3 separate regions of the Mus musculus genome follow, and regions 2 and 3 are each linked to region 1. Evidence: chromatin contacts called from public promoter capture Hi-C data. All regions are on one chromosome and are shown on one strand. The core of a region is the stretch at or near the end of the contact, and the rest is flanking DNA. Distances in the headings are between cores, read along the strand shown.

Evidence for each region. Promoter capture Hi-C pulls out the DNA fragments that hold promoters and counts their contacts.
Region 2: a contact with region 1 is called in a promoter capture Hi-C map of stem cell-derived epiblast-like cells, with 5 times the contacts expected there. The contact joins the promoter of Ltn1 here to the enhancer-like site in region 1. A contact is called at or near these places in 10 of 39 promoter capture datasets (the 3T3-L1 cell line, cranial neural crest, frontonasal cranial neural crest and 5 more) and 4 of 115 datasets of contacts at active chromatin or transcription factors (astrocytes, embryonic stem cells, kidney and 1 more).
Region 3: a contact with region 1 is called in a promoter capture Hi-C map of cranial neural crest. The contact joins the promoter of Usp16 here to the enhancer-like site in region 1. A contact is called at or near these places in 3 of 39 promoter capture datasets (the 3T3-L1 cell line and cranial neural crest) and 2 of 115 datasets of contacts at active chromatin or transcription factors (embryonic stem cells and kidney).

The regions. Positions count from the first base shown.
Region 1 is chr16:85,760,467-85,763,598 of GRCm38.p6, reverse strand. No RefSeq gene overlaps it. Among named protein-coding and RNA genes, the nearest start is that of Adamts1, 41 kb to the left of the region's middle. Within about 2 kb of position 1,493, at least 9 of the 459 cell types and tissues checked have an H3K27ac peak or open chromatin away from gene starts, as enhancers often do. A contact at or near this core is called in second pharyngeal arch cranial neural crest, where this site is marked.
Region 2 is chr16:87,430,897-87,434,378 of GRCm38.p6, reverse strand. Ltn1 (listerin E3 ubiquitin protein ligase 1) reads left to right here and starts at 1,773. Exons shown (of 30, transcript NM_001081068.1): 1 at 1,773-1,953. The coding sequence starts at 1,912. Rwdd2b (RWD domain containing 2B) reads left to right here. Exons shown (of 5, transcript NM_016924.2): 5 at 1-1,048.
Region 3 is chr16:87,453,331-87,456,749 of GRCm38.p6, reverse strand. Usp16 (ubiquitin specific peptidase 16) reads right to left here and starts at 1,765. Exons shown (of 18, transcript NM_024258.2): 1 at 1,648-1,765.

The DNA.
Region 1 (3,132 bases), core at 244-2,743:
CAGATAGGTTTCTTAGATTTCAGAATTAATGTGGTACATAAAAATTAAAATACATATATATATATATATATATATATATATATATATATATGGCACCCAAATTCCACTCAAACTACTGTAACTTTGTTAACAGCATTAAAATATTACAAACACAATGAGAAGACTGAAACTTAGCACTGGAATTCATATCCTGCATGACATTAGGTCACTAGATTCTCAGGATGTGGCTGATTGGTTATTGACTAAAATTCTGGTTTTTAATCTAAAAGGTAGTGTGCAAAGTATGGTCTAAGTTGAGGGGAAATATAGCATAGGAAATAAATTTTATGTAATATTCATTATATATGGGCACTTTGGTTCACACTCTCAGTCCATCATGAATTATTCTTGAGGTTCTAGACTATTCTTTTTCTTTTTATGGACATATAGCTCAAGCTGAACTCGCATTCACTGTGGAGCTGAAGACAACCTTGAATCCCTAATCCTGCTTCCCAAAAGCTAGGATTACAGGCATGCACCACCCTGACTGGTCTGAGTTCCTATTGGAAGACGGATACTCCAACTCATAAACTGTGGTTGATACCAACAAGCAACCACCGATGAACATCTAAAATGAAAGAAGTTAAAGACGTGTTTATTAAAACTTAGTCGAGATCCTGAAGACGTTATCCTGAGATCAAAGTTTATAGGTCTATGATACTCATTTCCTAGACATGAAAGGACCTGAAACCATATAATTCATACATTTCTCAAGCTTTTATCAAGCTAAACAAATTTGGAACAACCAAATATGATGAAGATGTCTAAGGAGGTCACTTGACACCCTATCCTCTGTTTGTACTGATGAAAATAGGCCCAAACCCTCCATTTACAATGAACTTCCATTTATTGATTTTTCTTTTTCTTAAAAACAATGGTCACCGAGAATAATGACCACGGAGTCCAAAGCAAGCCTCCTTTCCTGTAATATATAAAATATGTGTATGGCCTTGGGACATGCACGCACACACACACACACACACACACACACACACACACACACACGCTTGATCTAAGCAAATCATCCTCTAACTTTTAGATGTAGCTCACCAGCATGAAATCGGCAGCATACAAGCATACACACATCAAATGAAGACAGATGTGTGCAGAGGAAAAGCCCTTGCCTGGTTCTCATAAAAAGCTCTCAAGTTGCAGGCTGGTGGTATTTTTTTCCTTAAAAGGTAGCAGAATTTACAATTACAAAAGTCTTCATGGTGGGAAGTTGCATAATTCTCCCCGCCAGAGTCTGTTAAAAAAGAAAAGTCATCATTGTCTCCCTTAATAAACCTGATTTGCCCAGAAGTTTGTTTCCAATGACACATGCCACCCCCAAAACCCTACACTATTTCAAATCAGGAACTGAACAATACAAAAAAGAGCACTTTTTAACTGGAGACCATAATGCGCGCTCTCTAAAGGCTTTGTCACTTGGATGGAACATGTGAACGGGACGAAGCTCTGAGCTTTCCAGCATGTCCCGGGGCTGTGGTGAGCAGGGCACTAAGTTAATCATGTAACTGCTTCTCATTTGAGATAATTGCATCCTTGTCTCATAGTAGTTTTCAAGTCTCCCTCTGGCTCTTTGCAGACTCGGTGACATCTGCAAGCCACTCAAGTGCAATCTGTCACCAAAGCTCTGTCATGAGAAGGCCACTAAGAAGAAAAGGGTTGGCGTGGACTACAGGACTCTGACATGTTGAGCATTTATTTGTCCATTTCTAGGCGATCACACTCTGGGCAAAACAAAACTAGACAAGACCAAGTAAACTTCTGAATTAATCCTTTCTTTTTCAGTCTTCTTAAACCTTTCCAAATGAAGGTAAGACACGTGGTCATGTGATCCTGGAAGCAGAGATGGGCCGGAAGACTAGATCATGAGCTGGGTTCACAGTTCTTTATGAAAAAGCATCCAAGGGCATCGAGTTCCCAATGATAGTGCAGGATGCAGCTCCATCTTTCTCTTCCATGATTTCCTACCCTGTAAATTTATAGTTTTCTACAAATGGATTCCATGCAACCCCTTCAAGTCGGAGGCACAAAAGCCAAGCTTTAACAGCAATGAATGGCTACTGAATTCTCCCTGTCTTCATCACTCAGTCTGCAACTGCCAGCCAAGCAAAATAAAATGGACTTTAAGTCATAAAACTAATAGATGACAACACAGTTTCTGCTCGTGTCATATGCAGGAAACGGGGGTGGCTGGGGGTTTGGCACATAGGAAGGGATATTGTAAGTAACAGAATAAAGCCTGAGGTTGGGAGGGAAGGACAGAAACACCACGGGAAGAATATGAAAAAAATACATACCACTCTCATCAACAAGCTCTGCTCACACCCATGTGATTGTGTGTGAGTGTGTGGATTCGCATAGCTCCCTAAGGCACATCACCCACCTGTTACCCACAGGTCCTACTGTCCAGGAGCCTGGCAATCATCCCTTAGAGTCATTTAGGGTTCTGTTGTTTGGCAGTCTCTGGGAAAAACAGCTGTCTGGAATAGGGAGCAGAACTCTCAGCAGAGGACACCTGAAAGACTTGGAAATGACACCCTCGCATCTTCCTGCCATTAGTGTACTCAGAGGCAAGGAAGGACGAGTGAGATCTGGAGAGTTGGGACTGGATGCATTCCTAAGTGGGAGTTGAGAACAAGCCACCCACAGCTGGTCTTAACCTACAGGAATCAAGTGTACTCTCTTGAAAAAGGGGGAAAAGATGTTTCTTAATGTGCAGTTTCTAAAAGACTGTAACAGAAAGCAACCCTTCTTTATTTCATCCATGTGGACATTTTTATTTTGTTTTTATCCCCTCAGTTGATTTCGTTTTACTTTACTTTGGGAAAGAGAGGTCTTTGCCTTAAACACAGTCCTTCTCCCATGTTGCTCTGCATACTTTCATTTCACACATGAATTAGAGTGCACAAATGCCTACCAGTTACTGGTGGACTGGGACTATCCAGAGAACCATTTTTTAGGGGTTCAACAAAGGAAAGGAGCACCCAGAAATAACCTTCAAGCTCAGCCATTATTTGACAATCAGTTCTTCTGTGTCCCATACTCACGCTTAAGAAAAGGTTCGTGTGCTTATTAACAGCAGCA
Region 2 (3,482 bases), core at 524-3,023, 1.7 Mb before region 1:
AAGTCAGACCTGTTGGCTCACTGTTCCTCTGTTGATCATTTCTTCCTGTTTTTCCTTGAAATTCAATTTCAGCTCCATTCTAGGATGTACTAGGGTTGGGGTCACAAGAAGAAAATTAATATGGCTGAAATGTATCAGTTAAAACTTGCCATGCCTGAGAGAAAAACTGGGTTTCGACTTGTAAGCTTTAAATTACTAAGTGAGAAGGGTGGAGAAATGACTCAGAAGTTAAGAGCATATGCTGCTAGTGCCAAGGACCTAAGTTCAGTTCCCAGCACCCCTGGCAGGGAGCTCATAACTACCTATATGTCTTTACTTCAGGGCATTTGATGTACTCTGTCCTCCAAGGGTGCATGCATGAACATAAACATGTAAATATATTTGGGGTATCAGATCCCCTGGAGCTGGAGTTACAGGAGGTTGTGAGGTACCCGGTGTGGGTGCTGGGAGCCAAACTTGGGTCCTCTGCAAGAGCAGTGCACCCTTTTAACCTCTGAGCCATCTCTACAGCTTGGTGGAAATTTCTTGACGTGAGCTGGATCTGAAGGCACATGCTTATAATCCCAGCACTTGGGAAGTAGAGGCAGGAGGATGGGAAGTTGAAGGCCAGCTGGGCTACACGAGGCTCTGTCTCATGAAACTTGAAAGACAAATTATATGTGAAGGTAATTTTGATGGTTCGACTTGCTAGGGATTTCCCACACTCTTCTGCCTTCACTAGGAACCTGGAAAAGCTGCCTGTTCACCCTCCTGGCCTCTCTTGCAGCTGCATTGGGCTGTAGGTTACAGTGCAGGATTTCTGGGGATGAATTTGCCTCTCTTCTCTTTCTGCCATGGCCCCTGAAGTGATGGCAAGAGAAAGGGCCAAGCTATCTCAGAGATGTCATTGTACAAGACACCTTGCCACATGCGGACCCAATGTTAATCCCAGCCTGTCTCCAGACCTTTGAAATAAAATGAAATTTTAAACAATCTGTGCTTGTTATCAGTAGTCAGAAGTTTGAAACTACCCTGTCTTTTAAAGTACAAACAGTATAAAGCCTTCCTCATTGGTGTTTGTGGTTCATTTCAAATTGCATGTGTTTAGATTTGGCCCCTATCTGGCCTTGCATCGCTGAAGACTGGGGCATGAGTAGAGCTCAAATGGTTTCTTGTTGTTTCTTTAAGACAGTGTCTCATGCCTATGTGACCTGATGATTCTTTTTTCTTTTTATTTCCTATTTCGAGATAGATTTTCATATATCCCAGGCTGCCCTTGAACTTTAAGTGTGCAAAGCTGACCTTAAATTTGTGATTCTCCTCTTCTCTGTGTCTTCAGTGCTGGTATTGGGAGGGTGTGCCAGCAGACCTGGTTTGCTCAATGTAGGGAATCAAACTCAGCCTTCAGGAATGCCAGGAAAGCACTCTACCAAGTTAGTCGCCCCAACTCCTCTGCTTTTATTATTTCATTTTATTTTTAAAGATTTATTTTATTTATATGAGTACACTGTAGCTTTCTTCAGACACACCAGAAAAGGGCGTCAGATCCCATTGCAGATGGTTGTGAGCTACCATGTGGTTGCTGGGAATCGAACTCAGGACCTCTGGAAGAGCAAATTCCTACACACTAGGAAGGAAATCTCTCCACTACAAATATCTCGGACAGGTTTGGCGCCACGGGCTCAACGCTGGTTTCTTATTGGTCAGCAGTGACGCCACTCAGGCAGGCGTGGCCTTCTTTGTTACGTTTCAGGCAGCGGATGGTCAGAGTCCTGACAGGGAGGCGGGAGCGGAAGTAGGAAGCCGAAAGGCTGGGAGGGCGAGGGGGAAGTGGCTACAGTGAATCCCCTTCCGGCGCGAGGGACCGGAAGTTGTGGCCCGCCCGTGTCAACTTCGGCTCTGCAGACTGAGAGCCGGGCTGCCACCGCCACCATGGGCGGGAAGAACAAGCAGCGGACTAAGGGGAACCTCAGGGTGAGTCCTGTGGTGATGGTAGCCCCGCGGCCTGCGGCCCGGGTGTCCAGAGGGCCGTGAGGGAAGAGTGTGACCTCCCGGTGTGTGCGTCCCCGCGGGTGGACAAGTCGAGGAGTTGGGACCCAAACGACGTTTCACGCCGGATCTGGGAAACGGAGCGCGCCCAGGGAGGGAGGTGTCATCGGGAAACGGTGACAGTGAGCACCCGGGCGGCCCTCGTGGGTGGCCGAGCTTGTGTAGGAGCTGTGGGAGGGAAGAAGCAAGCGTGGGCTTCACTCGCTCAGTCCCTCCTTGCCAAGGCCCGAGCCCGTCGGTGGTATGCCCGGTGTCAGGTCGGTGTCACCCGTTGGGTCTCTGGTCTCAAGCTTACCTCGCTTTTCCTGCTTCACTCTGGCCACCCTGAACTTGCCACGAACTTGGCTGGCCTGGCAGGCTTCGGATGGCCATATGTTAGGTGGCTCTAGATACCTTAATGCATCCTGTATAGCCCTGGCTGTCCTGGAACTCATTCTGTAGACCAGGCTGGCCTGGAACTCAGAAATTCTCCTGCCTCTGCCTCCCAAGTGCTGGGATTAAAAGCGTGTGCCACCACCACCTGGCGCTTTGAAAGTATCTTAAAGGCAGGTGTTTCTCTGCAGCCTTTATCCTGATGGATCACACACACATACACACACACACACACACACACACACACACACACAGTTCGCTTTTATAGACCTGTTCCACCATTTTTTTTTTAGATTTATTTATTTATTATATGTGAGTACACTGTAGCTGTCTTCAGACACCCCGGAAGAGGGAGTTAAATTTTGTTACAGATGGTTGTGAGCCATCATGTGGTTGCTGAGATTTGAACTCTGGACCTTTGGAAGAACAGTCAGTGCTCTTAACCACTGAGCCATCCTTCCAGTCCCTCATCTCTTAATTTATAAATTTTGCTGACCCTTAGGAGAGTTGATCTCAGTATTTAACACCCAAGTTCTCTACCTTATGTATTCTAAAAACAGTGTCATTCTTCATATAACATGTGAAACTTTAACCATGGTGGAGTACACAAATATAACATGTAGACTTACAATTTGTATTTCTACTAACTTTTATAGATTTAATTCTGTTTTTATTTTATTTTGATTTTGGTTTATCAAGGCAGTTTCTCTTTGTAGCTCACCTGTCCTGGAAGTCGTTCACAGATGTGCCTGCCTCTGTCTCTACAGTGCTGGGATTAAAGGCATGCACCACCAGGACTGACTTAAAGTTGTTTTTAGATAATAACATTTTCAAAGCATTTATGACTCAGTCAAGTATCACTTGTTCCCTTTGGCAGGGAATACATTAAAAGACACATAAAAACAACTTATACTTTGAAGTCTTTTGATTTAGACAGTTTTCCATTTCATACATCCTAAATGAGCGTGTTTTTTATGTCATAATGACCAGGAAGAGTTGGCCATTGGTTGGCTTTGTTTAGTCTCATCTAATTGTTTCCTTCTATTGATTCCAGCTAAGCCATTTTTGACCATGCTTTGTAT
Region 3 (3,419 bases), core at 516-3,015, 1.7 Mb before region 1:
CATTAGTGCAAGATTCATCTTCAGATAGCGTCATTTGTATATCACTCTAATGAACCTATTAAACAGCCAAAACATCCAAGTTTATACTCTAGAACTTGTCCCCTTCAACCTGGCCCCAACGTACTAGCAATCCTGACTCATAACTCATCAACAAAAACAATTAACGAGACAGTTCCAAAACCATCATGTTTGATTTTCACGATCATCTTTTAAATGAAGATACTCACTAAAGAAAGAAATTTAAAAACAAAACCACTCTAGTCCCGGCTGACCTAACCCTCCAGAGATCCAACTACCTCTGCCTCCCACAATGCTGGGATTAAAGGCGTGTGCCAACATCACCACCAGGTTTTAATGAAGATTTAAGAAAACCTGCATTAGCCGCGTTGAAGGCCAGCCTGGTCTATGGAGCGAGTTCCAAGACAGCCAAAGCTGTACAAGAAGACCTTGTCTCGAAGAACAAAGCAAACACACAGAGAGGGACAGAGAGGAAAAAGATATGTACTATCCTGTATCTGTTTCTCTACCACAGTAAACTGCTTTTCAAATCTATAATCTGAACAATTTCTCTCTCCTTTCCTCCCTCTCCCCCTCCCCCTCCCACCCTACCCCCACCCTCCTCTGAAATCCGAAGCCTTAGGAGAAAGAACTGGTTCTGGGCAGAATTTCTATCTTGCCTATAGCATACTGTGAGTACATAGTAGGTCCTCAAGAAAAACTTCCTCCGCTAATGGCGCACACCTTTAATCCCAGCACCGCAAAAGTAGGCAGTTACAAAGCTCCAGGCCAGCTACAGCGAGGTGGTCAGATGGACGGACGGACGGACGGACGGACAGAGGGACAGAGAGATGAGATGAGATGAGATGAGAGAGAATATTACCTGAGAAGGCACAACTTCAGGTGTAAAAGAAAAAGGCGGACATGCGGACATTAATTAAATCATAAGCCTTCAGTTGTGGAGACAGAGCTAGAAGATCTGGTTTAAGGACTGCAGCTTCCCTTGAGACAGCAGAGGGAAACTTGAAAGACAAACTTTTAATTAGGGCAACCAAACCCATGACTGAAGTGTCAGTCGATGCTACTGAAGGAGCTACAGTAAACTTCTGACAGCTGTGAAGGTCACTGCTGCGCCGTGGGAACGGCGTCTATAAAACAGTAATGCTCGGTCCCGCAGCGTCCAGGGGAGTTTTCAGACGAGAATTGCCACCTTGGTCCAACTACTCGCTCGCGGCTCCCTCCCTTGGCTGAAATCACAACTCCTGCTGTCAGCCTCCTATCCAGCCGGCTGCTTTCCTTTTCTGCCCTCCCGGTCCTCCTCTGCCTTCGCTAAGCCATCATCACCACCAAGGCAATGTCGGAAAGCCCCTGTCAGCAGGTCTCTCTACAACGTGGCTCTCCAGTTTCGACGTAGGCTGTCACCCGGAGGTGGCAGCGCCAGCCGCGCTTACAACGCACACGGTGTCACCGGGCGCTCCCCGGAGCTCGCACGCCAGCCGCCCGCCCAGCCACCCTTCCCGTCGCCCGCCGGCCCTACCGACTGCTCGGCGCCCACCGGGCCGGCCCTGGAGCCGACAGCACCCGCAGTAGATGAGGATGAGGCCGAGGCAGGGCGGGAGTGTGGCGGCGGCGGGGGTGGCCGGTACTCACCCGGGGCGACGGCGCCCATAACTGCCTCCCGCGACGGGCCCGGAGCCGGCCGCCAGCTCCGCTTCCTCCAGGTGACGCAGAGAGAGCGACGCGGTGGAACCAGCCACCCTCCCGGAGAGGCAACTTCCGGAACGCGGCATTGTGGGAAATGGCTCGGCCTCCCTTGGGGTGGGTGCGTGGGAGGCCCGCCACGTGTTCACTGCAGTGTTAACTGTGGAGTAATTTAAATCCTCCTAGGGAGTGGATGACGGGTCCTGGCCCTTGGCTTGGAAAGTCCTTCATGGCTACCTCTCTTAAATACGTTATTTCTGCAGGATGGCCAAGAGAGCGACGTAATTACACACGTCTCTCCTTTCCCCTAATCCTGTCCCACTCGCTTATAAATGTGAGTGTTCTTTCTTCCAACCCCAGCCTTCACCTTGCTGACCTTGTCCAAACTGACAGGAATTAAAGGGGAATGTTACAGTGTAAAGTCCTGAAGATTTGAGTTGCGGTTGGTTGACGAGAAACAGTAACTACACACTCTGTGCCGAGTCTTTTGTAGCACCCGTTAAGCGGACCTCAGCGGAGACAGTAATCACAGAAAACTACCTGTGCGTGTTAGTAGCAAAATAGGCAGAAGTAAGCAACACGGTAAAAGAACAGTTGATGGTGTGTGCGAGGGGATGCCATAAAGAAACCACTTGAAACTGCCGCTCAGTTAGGGGGAAGGTTTTTATTGTGAATAAGAGAAAAACTACTCAAAGGCATCGGGAAGAGTCCAGTGCAGAGAGAGGAAGGCCAGGGCTAGGGAAGCAAGAGAGTGGGAAAGAAGAGTGGATGGACATAGCACGATTGAAAAAAAAAAAAAGTAGCCAGAAGAGTCGGGGGCAAGGAAGGGGCAAAGAGAACGGGAATCAGGACCCAGATGAGAGAAGGTCCTGCGGGCTAGGGTGAAGGCTTTGAGATGTGTACTTGTGAACCGGGACTGAGGGAGCCTAGAGGCCAGTTCTAGACTTATCTAGACCTATCATAGGCAACCGCGAGTGTATATTAATGGAGAATCATGTCCCTTCTGTCAGAGGCAAGGGACATGAGTCCTTTTGGGGAGAAAACAAACCCTCAAGGTTCCTCAAACCTCAAAGATCCCGAGGAATGTTGGCTTTTTATCTAACCACCCGAAATCCTTCCATAGTCCAGCTTGAGCTCATTTCTAGATATATGGCCTTCTAAAAGATTGCAAATGAAATATTCAAACTTACTAGTTGTCAGATAAAACTATGTTGAAATAGTAGCATAAAACTGGAAAATTGGCCAGTATAATTTTTTTTAATTAATCACTCTATTGGTTTATATCTCAAATGATATCCCAGTTCCCAGTTACCCCTCCACCAACTTCTCATCCCACATGTGCCCTCCCCACTCCACTCTGCCTATATGAGGGTGCTCCCCCACCCACCCACACTCTCCAGCCCCACCTCTCTGGCATCCTTGTATGCTGGGGCTCAAACCTCCCTGGGACAAAGGGCTTCCCCTCCCATTGCTGTCAGGCAAGGGCATCCTCTGCTACCTATATGTTTGGAGCCATGGATCCCTCCAGGTACTCTCCTTAGTTGGTGGTCTAGACTCTGGGAAAACTGGGTAGTCAGGCCAGCCTATGTTTGCAATCCCCTGCTGCTCCAGCCCTTCTGCCAGCCCCTTACCACCACTAGGTTCCCTCAGCTCCGTGTGATGGTTGGCTCCAAGCATTCACATCTGCATTTGTCAGCTGCTGGCGGGATCTCCCAAGGAAC